Linked DNA regions of Zea mays: region 2 is linked to region 1. The links are chromatin contacts, called in public Hi-C maps. All regions are on one chromosome and are shown on one strand. The core of a region is the stretch at or near the end of the contact, and the rest is flanking DNA. Distances in the headings are between cores, read along the strand shown.

Region 1 (7,219 bases), core at 2,791-5,290:
ACGGTCCGTCTCTCTGCGCATAGCCTAATAAGTTCGCAAAAACTCCGTCACCTTCTTACGTCAGCCGCATGCATGGCCGGCCATAGGCGCATTATAAAAATATATTAGCGTGTTACAAGTCTATGACCTATATTTATAGACCTATATATATTTATAGCACTGGATCACAATAAAAATTTATATCGGTTATAACCATCATATAAGGTTTATCTCTAAGCTTTTCATCTATAAGCCCATTTAGATTACTATCTATGCAAGTTAAGATTATGCTGAAAATTTTTATATAACCGAGCTTCTGTAAAGCCATCAACTACCTAATATTTAGATGATATCGACTGAACTTCAATCGTCTAGTGTGATGCTCTCTTTTTGATAAAATTATATCAATCTTTATAGGGGCAAAAGCGTTAGTGTCCATGTTTTAGGGTGTCTGCAGATTTGTTCCTATTTTTTTAGACTTTGCGTACTTGCCCCTGTTTCTTCAAACAAGTTGTTATATGCCTCCTACTCCGTTTGTTGTATTTATCGGTGTTAATTCTTGATAAAAAACATAAGGGACAATTGCACCATTGCCCCTGTTTTATTGTGTAATTCTATTTTTGCCCTATTTTTTTTAGACTTTAGTGTTTTTATGACTTCAATTGCAAGCCCCTTACACGATTCTAGTTGCTATCTCTCTAGTTGATTTCACTCAAGCACACAAAATAGCAACTACTTAAACGCAATAGAGTGCTAACAAAGACAACTACTAACGAATTTGATCTTCTTCAATTTAACTCAAGCAACTGTCACAAGAGACAATAGAATTATTCACAACACCCCCATATTTTTCTAATCATAAATTTTAAGTGTAAACACATCCTCTTTTTCCAATAATCGTAATTTGTACCAGTCAAATGTGGAGGTTTGACTACATGGTTAATAGCCATATTTTTCATCATAGAATGTTAAGCCTAGAAACAATAGTGTCCTTGCTCTTGTATCAATTCATAGGACCTAGATGGCTAAAGTGGGGTTAATAGCCTATAAAAACTATTCTACAAAAACTTACAATTACAACTAGATCTAAGATGTTTTAATATATGAAAGTGTTTACTTGCTCTAAATCCAATCTACTCTAGGTTATCTCTAATTAAACTAGTAGCTTGTAAAAGAATTATACGAAGAAGATAAGCTACTCACTAAGATAGAGATAAAGCTTACAAAGTATACAAACTAGCTGAACTAATATAATACAATAAGAGCGTGTAATTCCAATACTAGTTTAGAGTGCAAATCACACGTGGCATGAGATGACAAATTTTTATCCATAAGGTTTGGTTGTCTGCTGGCAACCTACGTCCTTGTTATGGAGAGTCCAAGCTACACGATTCACACGCTAATTAGCATTACAAGCTTCAAGAGGTGTATGCAAGTGTTAGTGATCAAGGGATGCTATCCAAGGCTGGCCATAGGGTCTATTTATAGCCTTATAAGGGAATCTAACTGTTACCTTTCAAAAAACTAAACTCGGGGTTACTGAACATGTTTGGTGCACCACCAGGTACTACACGAGACATAAGAAATGTCCATCTAATGTCTATATGTCAAAATACTATAAACTAGCCATTAATTGTGTAAAGTGTCTGTTGCAGTCACCGAACAAGTCATCGTGTTCGGTGAGTATAAGCTGAAATGTACACTTCTATATGCTGTTTGAGTGTCCTATCTGATGTGGTATTCAATGCCACACTAGACACATCTGATGCCTTATAGAGCCGAAGTGTGTGTTTGACACTCTCCGAGTTCTTTGTTTAGTGGGCCATTCGATGCCTCACTAGACATGTCTGATGCACCCTATCCAGTGCACACTAGACACCATGGTGCTCGCTTGAGAACTATGAAGTGAAAAGAGGATGAAGACAAATCCGATGCCATGTTCGGTGCCTCACTAGACATGTTTGGTGCACTCTAAAAATCTATACCAAAGCATTTCCTTCTCTCTTCCTAATGTGCTAGCTCTCAAATGTTTTGCCAAATATGTTAGAACCTAGATAGAGTTTCCAAAGTATTTTCAATAAAATACTTTTGCTCGCTCTCATGTGTGTCACTTAGGCCTATATGCAATGCGTATTATCCAACACCTAGTGGCACTAGATGACTGAGCTGTCCACTTAGACTCTCCTCTCAATAGTACGTCCATCTTCTAAATCCGATCATGCACTCTATTGCATCTTGATTGATAAAACAAAATGTTCTAGCTTATACATTTTCCTTGAGCTCTTACATCTTGCCTTTTTCTTCCTCTTTCCATGTTGAACACTTGATCGTTCTTTATGGCTATCACCATCCTTTTCATGGTTACCAATCATGCTCAACCTTTGGATGTGGACTTTAATCTATCTCATTCACAATTCTTAGAGTAGAGGTTAGTCCAGTAGTTGTCTCAATTACCAAAACCATACATTTTTTCAACCTGTCTAGTGCAGTAGGTAGGTGTGCACTAGACATATTTGGTGCCCCTCTGAAAATTAAGTGGAGGGGCAATGACTAGTTTCTTGCCTTGGGGCTATATACACCTATTCATATCATTCATTTGAACTCTCTTACCCATTTATTTAGCTGAAGAAATCTATTAAAGTGAAAGGGAGAAACTTTACCTAATGAGGTAATTGAGATTTGATAATCACGAGATTAGTGGCCTCATTGGTGCATTGAGAGTAGCAAGTGTGCATCAACCTTTCTAAGTAGCATTTGTTGGGTCAAGTGAGAGTTTGTACTTGTTACTCTAGGTGATCGACACCATCTAGACGATTTGGTGGTGATAAGAAGTTTGGTGATCACCTGGTAGAGATTGTGGGTGACCCAACTCAAGGTGTAAATGGTTGTCGATAATTCACCATGTTGGAGCGGTGAAGAATCATCGGGGAGCACCATCATTGCATCGGTGCTTCAACAAGGACTAGTAGGTAGCAACGACTCTCTGATACCTCTACAAAACACCATTATTTCTGACCCTTCTTTACTTTGAGCATTTATATTTGAGTAATTCATTTCTTGTCTTAATATTACTAAAAAATGTCATGATATAATAGGGTTGGAACCCTTCTTTACGCTAAATACTCACATTAGAGATATAATTAAATTACTATATATATAACAATTTTTTTACAGCGAGAGGTTCCTTTCTAAGTCAATATCCAGCATTGTCCTCTATATCCCTTCTTTAGACTATCTCTAGCAGTTTATCTATCCCCATCCACATATTTAAACTCCACTCTACAAACAGTAAAGTCTAAAGGGCAAAACCGGATTTTGGATGATTATATAGGTGAATTGCTGAATACGGTCTTATAGTCTACTTTAAAAGATTCTCTCTTCTATATATGATTTCTCTCTAATAGCGTCCTCCTTATCTCTTCTTCTATACGTTAAATACTCATATTAGAGATATATTTTGTTCTATATTTTATATATACAGATTTGTTATACCATCAAATGTTTTATTTTGCTTAATCTATTATTTAAGTTAAAAATAAATATAGAGAACAGAGATAATTTTTATATATAGAGGACCGAGAAACATTTAGAGAACGTTTTAGAAAACGCTACTTGAAGTATATAGAATATTTTTTTTCTCCGTATATAAGCTATCGACCCTTTTGCCGTGCGCTGCTCGAGTCTGCCTAACCTCGTTTCATTACCTTTACATTCCGTGCTCCACGTGCCTTCCGTTTTAGGTTTGATTCGTCGACTTGAATCTCCTCTAGCTCTAGTATATATTAACAAGCATAGAAATGACAAGATGGCCATACTACTAAAAACAATTCAAGTCGCTATATGGAATGGAACGACCATGTTCTTGTCATCTCTTCAGAACAGTCTGAAGGCGTCTGTGGCGGCAGAAGGGAAAGAATGGAAAAGCGCTCTACGCAACACGCCGCATACCGTGTGCCATTCGTGACAGCGACAGACTTTCGTGTTTGTGTGTCTCTTCGGCTCGCAATCCCATTGGTCGCTTCATGCCGCTCACGAACTCCCCTCCGAGCCCGGCCGTCCAATTATGATCCACTTGGTTAACTAGCATAATTAATCGCAGATGAAGCAGCAGTTCATGAAGGCAGGAAGCAGCTAAATCACCCATATAAATGGTCGCGCGCGCTAGCATAGCATAGTAGCGATAGCCACCACCGATCGAAGCATGATGGCGGCGTCGGGCGCGTACGCGGCGCAACTCCCGGCGGTGCCGGAGTGGCTGAACAAGGGCGACAACGCGTGGCAGCTGACGGCGGCGACGCTGGTGGGCATCCAGTCGATGCCGGGGCTGGTGGTGCTGTACGGCAGCATCGTGAAGAAGAAGTGGGCGGTGAACTCGGCGTTCATGGCGCTGTACGCCTACGCGTCGTCGCTGCTGGTGTGGGTGCTGGCGGGGTTCCGCATGGCGTTCGGGGAGCGGCTGCTCCCGTTCTGGGGCAAGGCCGGGGTGGCGCTCTCCCAGGGCTACCTGGTCCGGCGCGCCTCGCTCTCGGCGACCGCGCACGGGGCCACGCCCCGCACCGAGCCCCTGTACCCGGAGGCGACGCTGGTGCTGTTCCAGTTCGAGTTCGCCGCCATCACGCTGGTGCTCCTGGCCGGCTCCGTGCTTGGCCGCATGAACATCAAGGCCTGGATGGCCTTCACCCCGCTCTGGCTCCTCTTCTCCTACACCGTCGGCGCCTTCAGCATCTGGGGCGGCGGCTTCCTCTACCACTGGGGCGTCATCGACTACTCCGGCGGATACGTCATCCACCTCTCCTCCGGCATCGCCGGCTTCACCGCCGCATACTGGGTACGTTTCTTGCGCCTAACAAATAGCCAGATCCCATCCAAACACGCTGCGATCGATCCCAATTCCCCATCCCACGTCGGTGACGTCACTCTGTTCCGGCGGCTCGGGTTTGGGTAACGTGTTTGGTAGGTCGTACAGTAGGTGTGGACTGTGTAGTACTAGACATTATTCAGTATAGACAGTGGGAATGCACGCACTGCCTGCATCACAGCACAATAATAGAACCATCAGCAAGCAGCGTGTGTCTAGACTAGATTCAAAGTCAGAAATTAATGCGTCCGGCTGCAGATAGGAGTATTCTTTTTCCCCCGCCCCGTTTGACAACCATGGTGTGGTGGCTGCGCGCCAGAAAAGCTAACAACTTTAACCGACGGTGGCCGTTGATTTGAAATTTTTGTGTGTTTCCGACAGGTGGGCCCGAGGCTGAAGAGCGACCGGGAGCGCTTCTCCCCGAACAACATCCTGCTGATGATCGCGGGCGGCGGGCTGCTGTGGATGGGCTGGGCCGGGTTCAACGGCGGCGCGCCCTACGCCGCCAACATCGCGGCGTCCGTGGCCGTGCTCAACACCAACGTCTCCGCCGCCACCAGCCTCCTCACCTGGACCTGCCTCGACGTCATCTTCTTCGGCAAGCCGTCCGTGATCGGCGCCGTGCAGGGCATGATGACGGGGCTCGTCTGCATCACCCCCGGAGCAGGTAAAAAAGAACCACCGGTCTCCCCCTCCCGTACGGCCTTTAATTTTCCCTCTCCGTACCGTACGTCCCAGAAACTTAATATTTTCATTTCACGGGTCGCGTCCTCTGCCCCGTGTGTGATGACTGATGAGACGACATTCTGCTGCTGATTGGGCTTCTTCACCAGCCGTCTGGGTGGGTTGTTGTTGGAGCATCCGGCATTTGGCTGTACCTGTATTATGCCTGAATCAGGCTTTGTTTCAACGTCAAGCGATCAGAACGGATCAGGAAAAAAAAAAGAAATTAATGCAGAGTCAAAAGAGGACGGTGGAAAAAAACGGGCAACCGGCAGCCAATCGCGGGCATGTCAGGCTGGAACGAAAGCGAAGTCCGTATAGCGTCACGACGTAACAGCCTAACAGGGGTTCTGAATCTGTTCTGAGTGCGGCTGCTACAGTAACGAGCGTTGTTATAAACCAGTTGGTGTAGGAAGATTAGTGGCACCACGTAGTAGTAGCGGTCAACGGTGTACCACTGGGAAATTGTTCTCTCTGGGATCTGTAATTTTTTCCCCCTTCCTGTGCGCGCATGTCATGTGCAGGGCTGGTGCAGACCTGGGCGGCGGTGATCATGGGCGTGTTCGCGGGCAGCGTGCCGTGGTTCACCATGATGATCCTGCACAAGAAGGTGGCGCTGCTGACGAGGGTGGACGACACGCTGGGCGTCTTCCACACGCACGCCGTCGCGGGCCTGCTGGGCGGCGTCCTCACGGGGCTGCTGGCCACGCCGGAGCTGCTGGAGATCGAGTCCCCCGTGCCGGGCCTCCGCGGCGCGTTCTACGGCGGAGGGATCCGCCAGGTCGGCAAGCAGCTGGCGGGGGCCGCCTTCGTGGTGGCGTGGAACGTCGTGGTCACGTCGCTCATCCTGCTGGCCATCGGCCTGCTGGTGCCCCTGCGGATGCCCGAGGACCAGCTCATGATCGGCGACGACGCCGCGCACGGGGAGGAGGCCTACGCGCTCTGGGGCGACGGGGAGAAGTTCGATGCCACCAGGCACGACGCGGTCAGGGTCGCCGGCGTCATGGATAGAGAAGGGTCCGCGGAGCAGCGGCTATCAGGGGGCGTCACCATTCAGCTGTAGGCGCACGCCCGACGGTCCATAAGACACGACTTTTTAGCGGACATTTTTTTTTCATGGGAGAAGAGCAGTGTTTTAGGCTTTTTATTATTAGCATGAAAGGTTGTCCATGTATCATATTTGGCCCAGAGCACGTAGTCTCTGCTAGTTTATAAAGAAATTAGGTCATGTATTTTTCCTCTTAATCTAGTCTACCCGCAACATGTACTAACACCGTTCCGTTATGCACCCGTTCGCTCCCTCATCTCTCTCACTCCGATGCATCCTTTCTTCGTGAGTCCGCTCATAGTGATATGTATCAGCACCACTCCACCTTACATTCACTCTTCTTTCGGTATTCTCGTTTCCCATTCTTATTTGGTCGCATCCTCACCCTCTCCGCATTCGACTGGCGGTGGCTCGCCGCTTCGCCCACGACCCGACTCCTTATTTTTCTCATCTCCTTCGCTTGTATCCTTGTGTCCTCCTCCTCTTCGTATCTAGCCTACATCCCTAATCTCTTCCTCTCCGATGCCTCCTTTCTTCGTGATTCCGCTCATGATGATATGCATCAGCACCACTCCACCTTGCATTCGCTCGCTCCCTCGCCTCCTTTAGGT
Region 2 (7,219 bases), core at 1,597-4,096, 320 kb after region 1:
CTATACTATTAGTCCTTTCGCAGCGGCGTGCCCCTGTCGTTGTTAGCGTGAATAATTTATTGACGGGATAGGATTGATCCCGTGGGTGGCGTTGGCAAAAAGATATGGTGATTTCTGCCGCTAGTTGATATGGATGACCCGCACTCAGGCCTGGGCAGGAAGGGGTCCCATGGCGCGATCTATATTTTTCTCTGTGCCTTCAGCCTTATCATCTCTGTGAGCGCGAGCTAGCTATATGCCAGCGTTCGCTTCCACCTGCGCAGGGCCGTGCCTGAGGTAGGGCGGGAGGGGCGGCCGACCTGGGCCCCATCTCACAGGGGCCCCACAGCACACAAAGTCCAATAAGAATATAGGATAGAAACGGATATTATTTACTATATCAATATATTTTTGAGTTTGTTAGGAGAATGGATTGCTATCACAATATATTTGTTGCTTATCGAATATTATTTACTATACCAATAACTGTGGCATCAGCTGAAAGGAGCTTCTCAAAGCTTACGTTATTGAAGAATTATTTAAGGTTTGCAATGTCTCAAGAAAGGTTAGACGGGCTAGCAACTTTATGTATTGAGAAGAAATTATTAGATGATGTAAATATTGAAGCCATCATTGATGATTTTGCATCTAGAAATGTTAGAAGACATTTTTAAATTGATCTCTAAAATATATTTAAGGTAATAATCTTACTTATATTTTTTACTGCTAAAGTCTTTCTGTGGTACATCAAGTATAATTAGTTGATACTCCCTCCGTTTCTTTTTAGTTGTCGCTGGATAGTTCAATTTTGTACTATCCAGCGATAACTAAAACGAAACGGGGGAGTATATATAATAGTAAAAAATAGTTTTTATGGTGTTGGGGCCTACGTTTATAATCTTGTCCCGGGCCCCTCAAAAGTCAGGAACGGCCCTGCACCTGCGTCGCCAGACCATGCACACCGCGCGCGGTGGGTTGCACTTTTTTTTTTCTTTTGCACGCAGCGTCGCATGTCTCAGGCACGTACCAGGCGCGTACCATACGCGGTGGGTTCTCCGTAGCTCCTGCAGCCTTTGTTTTCCAGCAGTCGATGTCGATCCGGCCTGCCGTGGAAAGCCTTTGCCCAAAAAAATGCGTGTGCGTCAACTACTGGAACGCACAGATCGACAGACAACCACGCATGCATGCATTGCACGCACAGTTTGCATCAGCACGGAACTTGAAGAGCTTTCCTTTGTTTAATTTGGTGGTGTTGGTGTGTGTGCGCGCCACGGTAGACGTTCGGGGGCCGGGAACCATATATGCACGGATCGGAAGACCATGACGACGGACCACGTCTATCTATCTGCATTCGGCGGCAGGGTGGTTTATTGAGGGGTCCAGAGTGAGATTTATTAATGAAGACCCTAATACCATAAAAGCTATTTTTTATTATTATGTATCATAATAAAAAATGGAGTGGTTTAAAAAATAGGAGAAATTATTACCCCAAATATATTGTAGAGATCGCTTTAGAAAATGTTGTCTAGATGCAAAACCATCGATGATGGCTTCAATAAAATAAATTGATTTATGTAATTTGTTAAGCGTAATTACCTGTTAGAGAAATTGAAAAGAATGCATGTATATAAGTTATATGTCAGTTGTTATACACATGCTAGTATTGGTTTATCATTCATGGATTAATATTTAAGAAATAAATAATATGTTGTGCCCCTACAGCCCTGTGACATGTGGTGATGTTGTTTGCCTTGTTTGACAGCCTGCTGCCTACTACGCTGAGCTCTAGCATTTGTTGTGGCGCAAAACGTCTGATGCCTGAATTCTGATGATCGCGCGTGTGTGTGTGTGGAACTGCGAATGCGGCGTGCCCTAGCGTATTTACGTTCGTTACTTGGTTGTCTATTAGCTATCGCTAGACTAGGTCCTATATGCACTGGGACGGCCCCTAGGAAGTGGGGGCCCAGGCAAGGCAAGGCGTGGCCCTGTTCGGCGGCGGTGTATTGCATTCGTTGCCTTGTCGTATTAGACCCGTTTTGTAGGCACAACGGACAGCGACCTCGATCAAACGCCCGTCCACGTGTACATGTACATGTACACATGCCTACCTGTGCCGATTCACAGCTGGTCGAGTCAGCGGAGGTGGAGCCATGGAGGTCGGAATTGTTCGCCTGAATGCATTGACCGTGGTCCGGCCACGGCGGAACAGTCCTACATGCTAGTACAGTTTTACGCCTACAAGTCTACCGTGACTGTTACAGATCCAAACTCTAGCCTAACCAGCGACCGAATCTTTGGAGCTACATGCTGAGAACGAAGCCACGCACGAACCATGCCGGATACAGTCCAACGAGCCAGACAGAGACCCGACCGTCCCGTTCCGTCGGCACGCCGACTGCCGGACTGATGACTGCAGTCGGCATGGATACAATATTGTTGGAGCCAAAGTTTTAATTAATCTCTGTTATTCCCCGCTCAAATTCAAATCAAGTTCCAGAGATTCTTACCGTCCATTTAATTTAGCGCTCATTCGCTGTTGCCACTTTGCAATTTGGCCGTCAGTTTGGATCGAGGCTTTTGTTGGTTCATTACCCCACTGGCTGACGGCTCTGGCGCGCGCGGTAGCCTCCGCCCTCTCGCCAACCTTAAGGCCTTGTTCGGTTAATCCCGTTACCCATGGATTGTATGGGATTGGAAAAAATTAAGAAAGAGTTTGACTTAGTTGGGATTTAAACCCATCCAATCCCACTCAATCCATGTGGATTGGGAGCTAACCGAACAAGCCCTAAAAGTGACCGGACCGGGCGCTTTCAAATTTTATAACCACACCCCCATCGCACTTGCCACCCCCGCGACCGTGATCGCTCAGGCCGCGCCCGGTCGCCAGCCTCGGCGAACCACACGCCACCGCCCGCCTAGCTTGACCACACACGAGCGAGCGAGTAGCTACCGATCGACGACGCTCCTTCTGCTTCTCCCCGTCGTCGTCGTCGTCCCATGCACCTCTGCCACATATTGTGAGCGAGCGGCAGCGGTGTGTGCCGAACAATGGCAGCGCAGGAGGCCGCAGCAGGCGGCGGGAGCCCGCAGGTGGTGATGCGGTGGCGGTACGGGGACGTGGGCGACAGCAACTTCGCGGTGCACGGGCGCGCGGTGCCGCTGCTGGTGGGGCTGCTGTGCGCCGTCGTCTTCTTCGTCGCGCTGTGCCTGTACCTCCGCTGGAGGTGCCACCGCCGCCACGCGCCCGACGACCCGGAGGCGGACGCCAGCTCCCCGTCGTCGGCCGCAGCGCCGTCGCTCCCCGGCCTCGACGCCGACGCCATCCGAGGGCTGCCCGTGACGCTGTACCGCCCGCCCGCGTCGCCGCGCCTCCGAGGGGAGGCCGGCGACGACGACCCGGCGGCGGCGCTGTGCTCCATCTGCATCAGCGCGCTGCTGGCCGGCGAGAAGGTGAAGGTGCTCCCGCCGTGCGGCCACTGCTTCCACCCGGACTGCGTCGACGCCTGGCTCCGGTCCCAGCCCAGCTGCCCGCTCTGCCGGTGCCTCCTCGCCGCCGCCGCCGCCAAGGACGCCGTCTGAGTGCCAACGCCAGGCGCTTCGATCGTCGCATGACAAGCGGGCCCAGCTACCAGCGTCCCTCGACACCCGCGGGCTTTTAAATCAGCGCACTAGTTAATGATAGCGGCCGCCAAGACCGCGTCAGATCTACTCGTTGTGAGTGCGTTTGTAAAGACTAAAGAAGCCTTGGTTTATTAGGGCCTGATCACCAATGGCGTGGCGTGGCGTGCCGCTGCCCTCCGAGTCCGACGAGTTGTTTGGAGGCAGGCGTGGGGTCGGTCACCTGACCAAATCAGCCGGGCGGGGGGTTTCTCTGTGGCGCAAGGCTCTCCACTCACCAGTGCAAGAGAAAAGTGGTGTAAGCTGTACATAGCTTTTGAGTATTTATAACCAGAGAGAATTTTAAGGTACGATGTGGTGCTTCAGGTCGAATCTACTACTATGTTTTAGCGTAAAGTTCTCTAGTACCGGTGTATTACTACTACTACACGATGATTATGTTATGCCCATGTGTTTATTTTCGATTCCACAGAGCACAGCACTTCCGTAGAAGTGGCATTTGCAAATATCTCTGCCCTACATGAACTAAATATATTGTTCCTATTGTTAAAGTCATATTAGTAGTACATCTAATTATGGTCTAGCGAGGTGGAGGGATGAACATGTTCTAGAAAAAAAAATACACTAGCATCAAGATTTCGTACTATCGATGGTGCTGTTCTTCTTTATTTAGGTCAAGGTTTAGGGGGTACTACAGCTACTACATTTTTTTTTAGTTGTGTATTCCTAATTCAAAAAATATCTCAAGCTAGCCAGAGGTCTGGACACAATTGAGTAAGTTGTTTGATTGAGATGTTTTCTTTTTCTTTCTTTCTTTTCCGACAAAAGCACAGCTGGGTAAAGTCTAAAGAAGAGCATAACTGGAAGGCCACAAACAACACAAGCGAAATAAAATCTAAAGGCCACAACTCGGCAAACTACTAGCAGCGCAGCGCACAATGGACGTCGGAGATTGCGGCACCCTGGAAACAAACTGGCCTTGGAACTGTTCTTCTTCAAACACTCTTCAGGGTCAGAGAGAGGAAAACCTGAAAAAGGTAGGCATGAGCGCCAATTTGAGAACGACTCAAGTACGCTTTCCACTGGGAGGAGCTCCTATTGTAATCCGATTCCAATCAATGGTATCTTTGATGAAGCGTGCCACCAATATCAACATGGTTTGTACATACTAGTATTTCAATATGCCATCATAAACATATATCTGAAGCCACCAATGCAAACCTCGCGTCTACGCATATTTTAAAAGTTAGAGATTTGCCATCAGCATCTTCTCCACTGCTGTACTTTTCCCCCCCCTCCTATTCTAGTATAAGATTTTAGAAGAATTTCGAGGTTATTGATTTTGACAAAATTGTTTTGCCTACAACAAAGTGAAACAGGAGGCTAGCGCTTAGGCTATTCACAATGGAGGTTTCATGGGGTGTTTCATGTATTAATTAGTCTGCCACATCAGCTATTTTGATGACATGTCACATCATTTAAGAAGGAAGAGTTTCATGGAGTTTCATAGGGATAAAACCATGTTAACTCGTTTCCAAGATCTTGGAAACTGTGTGAAACCTCCACTGAGAGTGTTTTGTTTCATCTTCATATAATTGAGTAAATCCTATTGGTTATTCATATGCAGCATTTAAGAAGTATGTTGACATATGAAATAGTGAGATGAAACTCTCTATTGAGAGAGGGTATTTCATTCATCCATAAATCTGATGTGTCATTTTTGGAAACAGTGACATGAAATCCCCATTGTGAATAGCCTTAGTTGCAATTGAAGCTACCTTTCTGTCCTCCACTTACGTTCTAAAATGGGCATGGGTCCTTGGAGTAAGACGGCGGCCCATCGGTTCTGCTGGGTTTGGCTAAGGCTGAAAAAAATAAACGAGAGGATGACGGGATGTATATTAGCTTTATAGTATATATATAATGGCCATGATGTTTGATTGTTTTTCTTTTAAAAAAACTGTAACTTTTGAACTGGTAGCAACTAGTACTACGGGGTAATAACAGATAAGGTTGCAGAGACAAATTGTGAAAAAAAATCAATTGCCGAAAGCTTTCATGGAATAATAATATGTTGTTCAAGGATCAAGTGAGCTACAGCATCTTCTCGGGCTGTCGCAGCACAGGCACAAGGTACGTGCACATCTGCACACGAAGGCGTGAAGCAACTTTATTGGGCAGCAGTACCACTTGCAGGTTCCCGAAGCAACTTGGATTCTGGATGGAGTTCCAGATGTTCTGCATATACGGAGTATATATACTGGCTGGATCCTTGGGAGTTATCAGGAACAGGGGGCGCCACAGAGCAGCACCCAGCACTTGACCAATTCTTCTTTTTTTTATGGTCTCGGCTTGATTAGTTTTTCACGCATGCAACTAACCCCATCCCGCTGTCCATCATGCGGTCTCCCGCTTTCCCCCAGCTGGGACATTCGTTCTGATCCGGAAAGATGATGAAGCTCGACGAGCAAACTACAGGCGAACGAACTAGCAGGTAGCGAGTCGATCGGTCGAAGATACTCTCCGGCGAAAAAGGTGAAAGATATATCAGAACTGATGTTGTTTCTGTTCTGCTCCTTGTCTGCCCCCACAGTGCACTAGCGTGCAGTATTTAAATTCAGCCTGGATGTCATGCGCGTGGATTTGAAAAAAAAAACAGAGAACAGGATGGGGTTATCGCCGCTCGTCACCAACTCACGATACGACGGATGGATCGAGCAGCGACACCGCACACGAGTACACGAGATTGCCACGGACCGCGTGCTGCGTCGAGAACCATTCACCTAAGGGCTTGTTCGGTTATTGATATTACATGTGTATTGGAGTGTATTGAGTGGGATTGTGATGTATTTTGACTTGTTATGGATTTAAACCGGCTCAATACCACCCGATACATGTGGATTATCACCAAAACGAACAAGCCCTAACCGTTTTGTTATCGAAACCCGCCCATCGCTGGTATATATCGATCGGCCGGTTTGCTAGGACAAATTCAAAATTTTTAGTGTCCGTTTATGGATGAAAAAAATCATCGGTAAACTGGTCAAAACCCTGAATTTTTTATGCTCACTATAGAAAAAATAAAAAAAATGACAGGATTCATTTGTATTGCTTAATTCATGTTGCACAGTAAATATAAATTGATCTATGTTTCACCGAAATGTCATGCACCAAACATATATTACCACAAACTACAATTCTCGCTCGTACAACAAACAACCAGAGAACTCCGCAATACTCAAATACAATTTACAGTTCTCCAGCGACACAAAGGTCGATTTGTTTCACAATACTCACGTATTCAGCTCATATCATATTGATGGTACTCAGGCATATTGGAAGGATCCTGATATGGTTCCAGTCCATCATAGTGATAGTGATAGTCCTATACAAAAGACATGAGACACCAGCGAGAAAACAAGAACGACAAATAAATACTTATCGACAAAGCAAAAATAATATACTTGTATGCTTATAGTTACATGTGCATGCATCTGAAATACTTGCACTTCTATGTGTGAGATGCTCCTTCAAATAGGTACCACCACCTCCGCTCTTCGTTTCTCTACAATACTTACACTTGAAACCCGTGCCAACCTTCTCTCCATGCTCCTAGACTATG

Evidence for each region. Hi-C and Micro-C count contacts between places; a contact is called where the count stands out from the background.
Region 2: a contact with region 1 is called in a Hi-C map of ear, with 1.7 times the contacts expected there. The contact joins the promoter of LOC100502077 here to the promoter of LOC100279304 in region 1. A contact is called at or near these places in 3 of 25 Hi-C or Micro-C datasets (ear, leaf and tassel).

What each region holds. Positions count from the first base shown.
Region 1 is chr6:163,676,829-163,684,047 of Zm-B73-REFERENCE-NAM-5.0, forward strand. It overlaps LOC100279304 (ammonium transporter 2), which reads left to right and starts at 4,041. Exons shown (of 3, transcript NM_001152325.2): 1 at 4,041-4,807; 2 at 5,219-5,504; 3 at 6,085-6,673. The coding sequence starts at 4,181. The coding sequence ends at 6,623.
Region 2 is chr6:163,999,927-164,007,145 of Zm-B73-REFERENCE-NAM-5.0, forward strand. LOC100502077 (RING-H2 finger protein ATL66) reads left to right here and starts at 2,847. Exons shown (of 1, transcript NM_001196612.1): 1 at 2,847-3,660. The coding sequence starts at 3,028. The coding sequence ends at 3,558.